3 separate regions of the Mus musculus genome follow, and all the other regions are linked to region 1. The links are chromatin contacts, called in public HiChIP or PLAC-seq maps. All regions are on one chromosome and are shown on one strand. The core of a region is the stretch at or near the end of the contact, and the rest is flanking DNA. Distances in the headings are between cores, read along the strand shown.

Region 1 (4,070 bases), core at 422-2,921:
GTTTTCTATTACCTGAGGTAGAACAAAGTTCAGTAGCTTGGAAGAGTGACCTGAGCAAAGGATTTCGAAACAAATGGCTCTGTATTTGAACCGCAGCCATGCCAGCCACCCGAGCATGCGCATTATTTCATTTCTGGAGGTTTCAGTTTCTAACACAAAGGGATAAAAGTTAGTAAGACATCTGTCACAGCATCGTAATGATGACTTCATGGAATACGTGCCTGAAAGTTCAGCTGGGCAGCCTCTGCTGTTTTACACGGTCAGCAGTATTCGTTTCCAAGACGCCCAGTGTATTAGCCATTCACTCTTACACGCATTCATTCAGCAATAATTTGATCAGGCAAGTGCCAGCTATAGGCTGAATGCTGAATTTGGTGTTGTGCCGGTAAATAATCACAAAGAAGGATATCAGGAGATGGGGGACACCGCTCAATGGTTAGCGCTGGCAGCTCATCCAGGGGACACGCGTTTCATTCCCAGCACCGACATGGTTGCTAACAACCATCTGTTAACTCCAGTTCCAACACTTTCTTCTGGCTTCTGCAGCCAATCCCTGCAAACAGTACACAGACAAACATGCAAGGAAAACATCTACACGTGTAAAATAAAAATAAATTTATGAAGAAGGAGGATAACAGGTCTCTGGCCTCAGAAAGTGTGGTGCCATTGAATACCTGTGAACGGTTGTCAGGGAAGGGTTTTGTGTAAATACAAAACAATAAAATGTAAATGAGGGCCAGGATGGGACTTAGTGAATCTCATGAGATTTTTAGAGGAAGGTAAAGTTGGTGATAACTATAGTAATCCCGGAGAAGCACTTTTAAACTGATCTGCCCTTTCTTATGCACCAAAACCTTCAGAATCTTTGTCCCTCTGAATGAACAGCCCTGTATCAAATACTTCTGGGCTGTTTGAACCAGTTCCTTCAGTCCTCGGTATCTGACTATGCTAGTTCATGTCCAAAGCCTTTTATATTTTTGTCTTCTAAATTTCTGTTGAGTGTCTTGCCTTCTAAAGCAGGCGTAGTTACTCTGAGTTAAGGTTCAGTGCTTGCTAAAGTTTGGTTTTTGCCTTTTTGTGATTTCTTCTAATAACACTTGTTCTGTGAACACTCCTGGAATCCCCTTCTGTCTAACTGGACTCAGTTTGAATTAATTTTAAATTGGGTATTGGCCAATTACAAAGCAAACTTTGATTTCATATGAGAAACGACTATTTTGAATAAAAGAGGGGAAACCTGCCAATATACCTTTCACAGTATTATGCTATATGAACTGGTAGGGCTGAGCCTGGCATGTGTTAAGTTGTAAGCAATTAATAACAGTCCATCCATTCTCAGAATTGATCACCACTATGGCTAATATCCTAGCAGAGAGACTACTGACACCAAAATCTTTGTCATGAACTTTATTACCGCTCCAGGAAGTGTCAGATGTTTATGGGCACATCGCATACAAGTATCTGAAAGCAGGGTGGCTGAGTCACCAGATTTAGGCCTTCCAGCGTCCAGATGTTAACTTCCTCCAGTGAGTGCCAGCTGTCACGTCCACTCCTTCCAGCCTAGCAACAGTGGGCCCTATGATTTGTTCCTGCCATTAACCCAGAGCAACAGACCAACATCTGAGTCATTCAGAAAGAAGAAGAAAGCAAAACAAAACAAAAAGCAGTGTCAATACAGAGCTGTGACCCAGAAACAAACACCTCCTGCCACAGTGAAAGTCCGTGCTCCCAGTGAGAGGGTGTGGCTGAGCTCCCAGGGATGGCATCGCGGGAAGGCTTCTCTCTTTGTCCCTGCCTGCTTCCACCTGAATCTTATAAGAATGGCTCCCAAATAACATCTTCTAACCCAAACCGACTGTTTACCTTTGTCTATATAGATGGAAAGTATGCAGAGGCGGGGCTCGTGAGGGTGGAGTGGTGAAGAGACATGAGTCTATATAGCTTGTTATTAAAGTATTAGAAGACATATAAATATCAAGATGTTCATTAGTGCCGCCTAAAGCGTAAGAGGCTGAGCTTTATTCCCTTTGGCCTTTCAGTTTCGGTTTATGCGAGGCTGCATACATGAGATGATCTCTCCTCTAGAACAACCCAGAAGGTACTAAGCAGGATGAGCCTCTCCTAGCCTCTTTCCTCGGTTTTACTCTAAGAGTTACAAAGATTGCCAATTCGGAAGCTTCCGGAGCATAAAAGACACACAACAGCTAAATATTTCATTGTTTCTCTGGCAAAGCAGCAAATATTTTTGTTTTGTCTCTGTCTTTCAGATTGTTTGCATCATTCCTAAACTTACACCCTGACTTGGCAGCAAGTTGGTATCTCTTGATAATAAGTTTCACAAGGGAAGAAAGCGACTCAGGGTTGCCGCTTTCCTGACCTAGAACACGAGGTACCTTTGTCAGCCTCCAGATCAACCACATCACAGCTGTGTTCTCACACATGAGCCCTTGTTCAAAGCGGCACGCGGCCATCTCATACCATCTCCCTTTGCCTGTAGCATCTGTAAAGATTACGCATAGCTTTGGCCTTTCTTTGCTTTCGGTTTAACACATGAAGCTGCTGAGGAGAGGGTGGGTGTTAGAGCTGGTGTTAGAACAAACTAGCTGTGCTCTCTCCGTCAATGGCGGCCTGCAGTCCTTCCAGGAATTTTGAAGAATTATACTTCCTTCTGCTTAAAACCACATAAGGGTAGTCCTATTTTCAACTCTCAACCTGGGACAGTAATCAATTGTCTAAAACACAGACTCCTAGGAATGATCCTACACAGCATTACAAACTAAATTATTTTATAAGGGATAAAAAAAATATGCATGGAATTTTTTAAAAAGACTTAATTTTTCTAAATTCATGTTTTATTGAAAAATGGGAAGTAAACAGAGGTAACACAGACAGAAATTTCTTGGTTTAAAAATAAAATTTTACCACTGCCAAAGTTACATCACTCTTTATAATCTGACAGTAATGCCCTATTGCTGAAGATACACTTACTCATGTCATCAAGCAGGGAGAACTTAAGCTGGTGCCTAGCTAAAAGCTTTGCCCCTGCCGACTGGTATCCATGGTGCTAGAAGGTACTTTGCATAATACCAGAGGAGAAAAATTTGTCCTCGATACCACTTAACTACAAACCCTGTGACCTACAATGGTGGTCTTCTGCAGGCAATACAGATGTGCTATGGCACAGATGTTAAAGGAGTAACAAGCCACTTTTTGATTGGGTTTAAGACGCATTGCATGAAACAGAATCCACACTAAAGAATACACTGCTAAAGTGGCCAAAAGTCTAAAATAGATAGGTCATAGGCCCTAGTGGGAAACCTACTGCTAAAGGCAACTTCTGCAATAAACATAGCAATAAACTGTCTGGATGATTTAATATGGATATATTGCTACACTCATAGATCAATGTGTCACCTCACCCTCATGGAGAAGTTTCACCTTCCTGTGAATAGTGACTAACTAGAGACCCACAGCTGGACAGTGTGCAGAAATTGAGAGACTTTAGAGTAATCAGCTCTAAATGAAATGTCTTTAACAAACCCCTTCTCTCAAGACTCAAGGACCTATGTGGGAGAGGAAGCAGAAAGATTCTCAGAGACAGTGATAGTGGCTGGCTCCAAGGAATGGCATCTTCCACACACAACAAGGCTGCTACACATATGAACTCACAGAGACGGTGTCGGTCTGTACAAGACCTGAACAAAGTTCAAAGCAGACAAAATCCCAACATAGAGAAGGGGAAGAAGACATGAGTCCCCCTTATCACATTGCTATTTGCACCTGATAGCTGCTGGGAAAGGAAAATCAATTTTCTCCAATGCAATCAGAGTTGGCCTATTCTGACCACACTGCAGGGCAGGCCCCAAGTCCTGGAGTAGTTGTCAACACAAAACAGACTCCATGTTTTTTGCATGCTTTTTGTTTTGTTTTTATCTTCTTGGTTTTGGGGTGTTTTAGCTAGTTTGTTTTAATTTTCTTCTCCTTCTTCTCCTTCTCCTTCTCCTCCTCCTTCTTCTTCTTCTCCTTCTTCTTCCTCTTCTTTTTGGGTTTTATTTTGTTTTGTTTTATTT
Region 2 (4,070 bases), core at 772-3,271, 340 kb before region 1:
TCAGGGAGGCGATCCCAGAGAAGCTACAAATGTATTATATGGATAACATGAGTGAACTCACTGACCTTAACAATAAAATTAAGAATTTAGAAAGGAAATTGGTAGGAAAATAGGCGAGGGACTGGAGAGACGGTGGTGGGAGTGGATTTGAACAAATCTGGTAATATATACCCACTGAGTTCTCAAACAGCAAACTGAAGCAAAATAAAAACAAAAATGTCTAAACAGTATGCCAACTTCTAATCTTTAACCAATTTGCATCTTCTTTCCATAAGCGTTAGTTCTACTAGATGCCATGTAGGCATCAGCTTTTGCCAAGCCTTCCACCCACTGCCAGCTCTGCTTCGGTAACCTGAGCCCTCTCCCTTTTACTTCCATCCCCTTTGGCTGTCTTCTCATTTTGACTTTGTCTAATGGCAGAGCTTGATATGTGGTCATACTTCTCCTTGGACAGTGTTGCTTCTTTTAACATTGGGCTTGCTAAAAAGCTCACTGGTATTTGACTTAGACATGTGTAATAAGTTATCTAATGCTTTCAAGTCTCAGTTTCCTCATCTGTGAAATGAAACGGTTAGTCACCAGCCCATTGGATTTCTGTGATGATCAAGTGTAGTTGATGTAGCTTCAGTGCCTAGTGCAGTACGTGGGAGTTATAGATGCATGCTCGGAGGCCACCTGCTTCAGCCTTGTCCCATTCTTGCCAAAGAATCATTTGGAATAAAAGTTAAAGTGAAACTAACAGCTTGACAGAAATTGTACCAGCATCAGGCCCTGTAACCCAGGGTAAACAACTCAAAAGCAAACAACATTTCTGTTGATGTTTATTTTATTTTTGGTGAAGGATAACCTGTATCTGGAGGAAAGTATAAGCTCCCAAGTGCACAGAATCTTTAGGTTTCATATGTGCATGCTTCTCTGTTGCTTCCCAGTCCATAGCTGCCCTGGATGCCCATTTTATATTTCACTTGCATTGCTGGGGGACATGAGAAGACTGAGGTTCTGGTCCTGGCAGCTAGCCTTTAACCTTTAGGCTGACTTTTGTGTGATGGCCAACTTGTTATACCTGCCTGTGTGGATCCTTGAGTATGAAGTAGGTTTTTGTTGTTGTTGTTGTTTAACATTAATTTTTCCAAGACAGGGTTTTGATGTATACCCTTGGCTATCCTGGAACTCGCTCTAAAGACCACACTGGCCTCAAACTTGTAGAAATCTTCCTGCTTCTGCCTCCCAAGTGCTGGGCCATCACTGATTGAAGAAGTTTTTTACCTGAGGTAATATTTGATAGACTTCACGGGAAGTTCTGAGGCAAGTTGTCTTAGGACTAAGATATTTTCAATGCTATCAAAAAGTCAGAATTATGGGACAGAATCTTGGGCAGCTGAGACTTCTGTCATATATTTTATAGACACAATTAATTTGGTCAAATAGCTTTTTGTTTGACTAGACTTTAATGACTTCATCTATCCTTATGACAAAATGAAAATCTCTATAATTAGAGATAAGGTTTGAAAGGATAGAGTAAATTTTTCCCTGAGGAAGAACCTGGGACACATTCTCTGCCAGGATGCCTAGTTGTAATATGTGTCCTATAAAATGGCAATTCTTTCTGAGTTCTTCTCTATGAGTAGGAATCAGAACCTCTCATTCTTCCATTGTCTTCCATTACCATTGCAACAGTCTTTCCTTCTGGTTTTTCTCAGCCTGCTTCCTTTTGGTCTTCTTCTAGAGGAAGACCTTGAGTTATGGGTTTGTGCTAATGAGTTCCCTGCAGCTGAAACTCAGGAGTCAGCCTGGACTCCTGCTTCCTCCACTCTGTATCAGAAAATCTATATGCTCCGAAATCTGTCTGTTTCTCTCTATCTTCCCCTGCTTTAACTACCTTTATGTCCTGCTGAACTACCTCAGTGGTGACTCACTTCCGGCTTCCTTCTAGTCTCAAACAGAAGTTGTGGTGATCTGTTAAAATAATGAAGGAAAGCACCACTGTGTGCATCTTGTTCCCTCTACTTCCTCTTACGTCACACTCACTCCAGCTCTGTGCTCTAGTCCTTAGTTCTTCAGGATGTCATTCCTCTGCTACTGCCCTGTCCCATACACCCTTCTCTAATTGGACAGTGCATTTGTCCAATTCTAAAAATGTAATTTGCAGCTGGATTAGCTCAAATGCCCATTCCCCAACTAAATGTTCTCAACTTTTCCATCAGTGAAAGTTCCCAAGTTCCAGATACCAACTTTTTCATTCAAAGTGCTTGATTTGCATCTTAATAAGAGATGCTTGTTGGCAGTCTTTTTTAGCTGAAAAATTCTTTTATCAGACTATGACATAGTATTGGTTAGGTGTTCACTGGAGTAGATATATAGGATCCATTTTTTACACTGACTCATATATTGCTAGAACTCTGATAAGCATCAAACAAAATACAGTGAGCATAATTGAGGTCAGATATTTGATCACTGGGTGCATTGTAATGTGTTTTTCTATTCAGTATTTGCTCCAGTAAAGTCAAAGAAGAAATACTTCTCCCTAGGGATTTGCACATGTAAAGCAAATGTTGGCCGGAGAAAGACTTCATGGACAGGCAGTAATGGGGAGCATAATGTTCTTTTCTTCTGGTTCCATCTTCAGGAATGATGCCAGGTCCTTAAATCAGCATTTCTTTCCTTCTTTCTTCAATGGGAACACTATAAATAACAACAGATGTCTATGCTCCACCCCTATAATTTCCAATTCAATAATTCAGGGATACAACCTGAGAATTTACACTTCTAGCAAGTTCTCAGATGATGCTGATGGCACAGGTGTTGAACCACGCTTACTGAAACCACTTAAAGTAATTCTAGTACAAAATTCAGGCCCAGGCTCATCTCCCCAAACAAGGAGGGGTTCATTTGCCAATACCCAAATGTCTTTGTGAGTCTATAGGTATAGTGGTTGAAGAAGTGTGGGTGAGCAGAGGGAGAGCCCTTGATGATCCCACTGTTACAAGTTTGTGGATAATGTTCATGATTAGACAAATACTAATATTTCATTGGCATGTTGTGAGTAAGTAATCATGTTATTGGCTATTGCGTCTCTGGATCTTTTAAAAAATATAGTATATTAACTGGAGCACAACATGTTTTGGCAGGGGCAGGGCACCCACTGTTGTCCAAAGTAAGGTGCTACAAGCTAGCCAGGGAGTAATGGAGCACAAGGAAATCAGACAGACTTAGGTAAAAGCAGCTGCTTATGGATGAAATTGAATTTTAGTTTACACGTCAACTTTTTGAAAGAACACAGGTATGTAGATGGCAGGGTTTGCTATCCACAGAGCAGTGGCTGAAGAGTGCTTTGAGGAGCATGCATGGTTTTTGTTCTGTTTTCACAATCTCCTCCAGATTTCGGTTTTCAAATATGGGTCATGAAGGAGGTCACATGTTAGATATTCTACATATCAGATTTTACATTACAATTCATAACCATAGCAAAATTAGTTATGAATTAATAACAAAATAATTTTATGGTTGGGAGCTTCTTGGTAAAACATAAGGAAATGTATTAAATGGTAGCAGCAGGTTGAGAAACACTGGTTTAGATCAAGGGTCAGTCATTTTATTTTCTCTATAAGGCCAGAGACGGAAAATAGTTTAGGACTTGTGGGTCGTTCTATCTCCAAGACATCTTCTGAACTAGCCCTAGACACTATGTAAATGAATGAGTGTGACTGTGTCCTAATGAAACTTTATTTATAAAACCAGGTGGTAGTCAGATCCAGTACTAAGTCATGAGTAATTAGTGTTTTATTTATTTATCTTTATTTTATTGTCAGTTTTCTTTGATGATTGAACTGCTAGCTAGGACATCTCACATGAACTTTTTGTTTGGTTTTGATCACATACTCCTAGAAGTAATAACATCAAATATTTTAGCACAATGCTTTAATGAATAGACGATAACTTATAAATGGCATATCTACAATGTTCTGCTACATTATTTGCACTATAAAACATGACCCTAAAAACAAGTTTTGAAGGGACATGACAAAATAAATAAAAGCAGATGATCTACTTTACTGAGCATCCTTTTGGCT
Region 3 (4,070 bases), core at 473-2,972, 320 kb before region 1:
TATCTCGAGCATTGATAAAATCTCTTGGCCCTCACCATTTCTGAGAATTGTTTGACCAGCACAAAGTGAAGTCTGTAACCCTCATGCAGGAGATGGGCATCAGGAAGGAGTATATATTTTCTCTTAAGGCATTTATCTGCCCTGGTCAGTAGGCCATGCAAGTGATACCCTCTGTATATTGATTGACCTTTTCCCCTGTGAGATGGAAAGGCAGAACAAGATGCTCTCAAAGGCCCTTCTAGGATGTGATACTCTGAGTTAGATTCAATCTTCTGACTCAACTGGAAATGATAAAACCTACCTCATGCTCTGCCTGTGCCTTCCTGATCTGGGCACAGTGATGTGTGCTGCCTTCCTGCCCTCTGGTGTGCGTTTTTCTCATCCAGACACTCAACTGTCAGAATGCCTAGAGGAGGAGCCACAGAGCACTGGATAGAGCATAATACATACTGTCTTCTGTTCTTAAGGATGCTCAAGGCCTGTCAGTGGAACAGGTAAAGGGAGCCACAAGGACCCGCTTCCCAGCCATTTTTCTTCCTCTGTGCCTTGGGTCACCTGCCAGTGTCTTCTGAAATATTCGGCATAGATAGAGTGTTCTCTTGTACTGCAGAACAATAGACTGATGAACAGACTGGTCCTGACATATAGCCCTTGCTCGTAGGCTAACAGAGAAGAGGTGCTGCCTTTTTCTCTGAGTGTGGCCTACTTGTGTTTGCTAATGACATCTAAGAATTAGAAACAACCACTTTAAAAAAACTTAGAAGATAACTTTGATTTACTTGTTAATACGTATAAAGGTAAGATTCCAAATAAAAATCCCAGTTCCAAGCTCTCTTTCCTTCCTTCCTTCCTTCCTTCCTTCCTTCCTTCCTTCCTTCCTTCCTTCCTTCCTCCCTTCCTTCCTCCCTCTCTCTCTCTCTCTCTCTCTTTCTCTCTCTCTCTCTCTCTCTCTCTCTCTCTCTCTCTCTCTCTCTCTCTCTCATTCTTTCTAACATTTCCAACCATGTTTGGATGTATGTTTCTCTAAGTCCAAGCAGGAGAACCTCAGAGGTCACTGCCCCCATGTCATAGTTTAGGTAGTCAGGAAGATAGACCTGCCTGGCCTGTTTTACAGTTTACTTTGTTGGCCTGGCTCCTTTGGTCACTTCAACAGGGCTCTTCAGTGACTTTGATGAGCCGAGTGGTGTCGCTTGTACCAGGCAAAGGACATTGGCATCTAGAAACAACAACTTCACTGAGGCAGACTCCTTGGGAATAAAGCAGAGACTATGGAAGGACCTCCCACCTTAGGCTCAGGGTGGTTCAAAGTCAGGGCAGTGGGCAGGTAGGCACCTGGAACTGAGCTCAGCAGGATGAAAGGGTGGTGCCCTAGGGTGGAGGACCTGAGGCCATCTTACGTGATCTCCTAATACCAGTAGAAATATTTGTCAGTAAAGTAATATCAGTCGTATATTCACAACTCTAGTCGTTTTGTGGAAATGGTCCTTATATTCCTCAGGTATTAGAACCGTGAATGAAGCACAGTGACTTAGTTTCTTGCATCTGCATGGTCCTTAGCATTTCACAACAGGGATCTTGGCTTGGCTAATATTTTCATGCCCTAATAACAGCAATCAACACTTGGGCTGGTCATATGGTAATAAATAAGCACCCATCTGGGACATGGCCTTGTAAAACAGGGCAGGAAATGCCACATCATATGGAAAGTTGTACTTTTAGTTTCATAACTCGACTTTTGCCTAACAAAGACACTTACTGAAACAGTCCTTGCAAGCATAAGGCATGTATTAAAATATGTCATGAAAATTGTATCTTTGTACAAAATATTTTCCTAAAGCTCTTCTTGAGTTATCTCCGTGACTCTCTGAGGCAGGTGGAGGTGTCCTTATTGAAAATAATTTATAAGAAAGGGAAATGGGGACTAGGGAAAATGGAGTGATTTTGTTCACATCTTATAGTTAGGGAGACAGAGACTTTCCAGTCTGTGTCCCCTGCTTCCCTGTCATGGTGTGTGGATTCCTGTAGATGTTCATATTCCAAAACAATGGCTGCCAGTCGAGAGAGGTGAAGGTTTTTCTTTTTTAACCTACATACTTTTAAAGTGCTTGCTAGGGAGAGTGGCAAATGTCTTTTAGAATGTGTATGGCTCTTAAGAAAAACAGAAAAGCACCATGAAGACCATTTTCAGGTTTTTTTTAACACTCAGATCACGGGAGTCACAATACAAATGAGCTGAGTTTCTTTTACGGCTTCCTTTATGGAGTCATGGCCTCCCAACAGAGAGCTGTGATGAGCTAGAGAGGACATCTGTAATGGGTGACACTCTGCAGGAGATGCTTTCCCTAGCTGTTACATGTGCCGTGACCATCCTCTGTATCTAAAATGTGCCGTAGAAAACGTCTAATCTCATGATATTATCATTCAGCTGCAGATAGAAAATATGTATACGTCCCTCAAACCCTCCCATGTCACCTAAACTATCCCACCTCTCCTTCTCGGGTTCTTGTCCTTGCTACCTTGTCAAAGGAAAGCATGCAAAGTAGGTTCCCAAGGGAACCCCTTGCCTCAACCCTTTCTCGGACACTGGTTTTCCTCTTTCGTTCCTGACTCTACTCCAGGAGTCAGGGTTTGGGGGCTGCCTTATTTACTTTCTGGCACTTTTCAGTGTGTGTGATTGGCTGGGCCCTGGGGGAGAGGGGGCACTTAGAAACATGCTATTGACTGTCTTACAGAATTGGTTATACAGTTAAATATGAGGATACTTCTGAAGAACTTTTTGTGTTATTGGAGACTGTGGCTTATTTCTTAAGAAAATAGTAGTCTTGTTAATAAAGGAAAAATACTCATTTGACATAAAAATTCCTTTAAGCTCACTAAAGTATCTATCTCAAATACTTTTTGTGAGGTCATATCTTTTTTTTTCTAAAGCAATTAGGTGCTGTGGGATCCAGTGACTTTCGAAAATTCAGTATTATGAAGTGGAAACAATTTTTTCAAATGCCACGAGCATCTCAATGTGTGAAGTTACGGTGTTTTCGGGAAATTGTTTCTTTTAACACAAGGCCAGAGTGGGCTTGGCCATCATGGGAGGTGTGGTTTTTTCCGTCAGGGCTGTCATGTTGTGATGAAAAGGAGCTGCAGAAAGTCATCACTCTTGTCTTCTTTGTGGTCAAGAAACCTGAACTTTATATGTTAATTCCTAATTTTATTATTTTATATGTGTGGATCTTTGCCTGTGTTCGTGTGTGTGTGTGTGTGTGTGTGTGTGTGTGTGTGTGCGCGCGCGCGCGCGCGCACTACACCCTTGCCTGGTATTCAAGGAGGCCAGAAGTTAGAACTGGATCCTCTGAAACTAGAGTTACAAATGGCTATGAGTTACCATGTAGAGACTGGGACTCAAACCCATGTTCTCCGGAAGAGCAGCCTCTGTTCTTAAATGCGGAACCGTTTCTCTAGCACCAGTATGTTCATTTCTCAACATTGGATCTACAAAGAAAACTCCCACAATAGCCAATCTCCTTTCATTTCTATTTCTATTCTCCATTTTTCCTCCTCTTATAAGCCTTATTAATTCCCACTTTAACACTGATTATTCTTTGGTTTTGTGACTGAACCTCGGGGATCCCAAGTTGTGTGCCATTGGTCACGTTATTCCTATATTTAAATTAAGGCTATGTCTACTTCTGTTTACTCTTATGTCTGCGAATCTTCTCCAATCTTAGTTTGTTTAGCTGAGCATGGTGGTGGAAGCCTTCAATCCCAACACTCCAGGGTCTGAGGAAGATATAAATTCCACAGCCATCCTAGGCTGCATAAGGAGAAGCTATCTCAAAAAAATAAAAATAAAAAAAAAAGAAAAAAAAAAAAGAAAAAAAGAAAAAAAAAGAAAAAGAAAAAAAGACAAAACAAAACAAACAAGCACACATAAAATATTCACCTTCTTCATTTATTTATCTTTTAGTATTGATGTTTCCTCTGAGGGCTTGTATAGTTTATGTCTAAACTGTGTTGTCATTTAGCACATAGTCACTCATTTATCAACTTATGAGACATAAAAGGCAAGTTCAGAC

Evidence for each region. HiChIP or PLAC-seq counts read pairs in DNA pulled down with a chosen protein or histone mark.
Region 2: a BATF HiChIP or PLAC-seq map of CD8 T cells shows a contact between it and region 1, with 5 read pairs. The contact joins two enhancer-like sites. A contact is called at or near these places in 1 of 115 datasets of contacts at active chromatin or transcription factors (CD8 T cells) and 1 of 9 other capture datasets (embryonic stem cells).
Region 3: a contact with region 1 is called in a BATF HiChIP or PLAC-seq map of CD8 T cells, with 6 read pairs. The contact joins two enhancer-like sites. A contact is called at or near these places in 1 of 15 datasets of contacts at CTCF or cohesin (CD8 T cells), 1 of 484 Hi-C or Micro-C datasets (liver) and 3 of 115 datasets of contacts at active chromatin or transcription factors (CD8 T cells, acute myeloid leukemia and embryonic stem cells).

What each region holds. Positions count from the first base shown.
Region 1 is chr10:45,018,045-45,022,114 of GRCm38.p6, forward strand. No RefSeq gene overlaps it. Among named protein-coding and RNA genes, the nearest start is that of Gm40639, 4.2 kb to the right of the region's middle. Within about 2 kb of position 1,672, at least 71 of the 459 cell types and tissues checked have an H3K27ac peak or open chromatin away from gene starts, as enhancers often do. A contact at or near this core is called in CD8 T cells, where this site is marked.
Region 2 is chr10:44,674,755-44,678,824 of GRCm38.p6, forward strand. The region is part of intron 2 of Gm35154 (a long non-coding RNA gene); the gene reads left to right. Among named protein-coding and RNA genes, the nearest start is that of Gm22503, 56 kb to the right of the region's middle. Within about 2 kb of position 2,022, at least 17 of the 459 cell types and tissues checked have an H3K27ac peak or open chromatin away from gene starts, as enhancers often do. A contact at or near this core is called in CD8 T cells, where this site is marked.
Region 3 is chr10:44,702,664-44,706,733 of GRCm38.p6, forward strand. No RefSeq gene overlaps it. Among named protein-coding and RNA genes, the nearest start is that of Gm22503, 28 kb to the right of the region's middle. Within about 2 kb of position 1,723, at least 14 of the 459 cell types and tissues checked have an H3K27ac peak or open chromatin away from gene starts, as enhancers often do. A contact at or near this core is called in CD8 T cells, where this site is marked.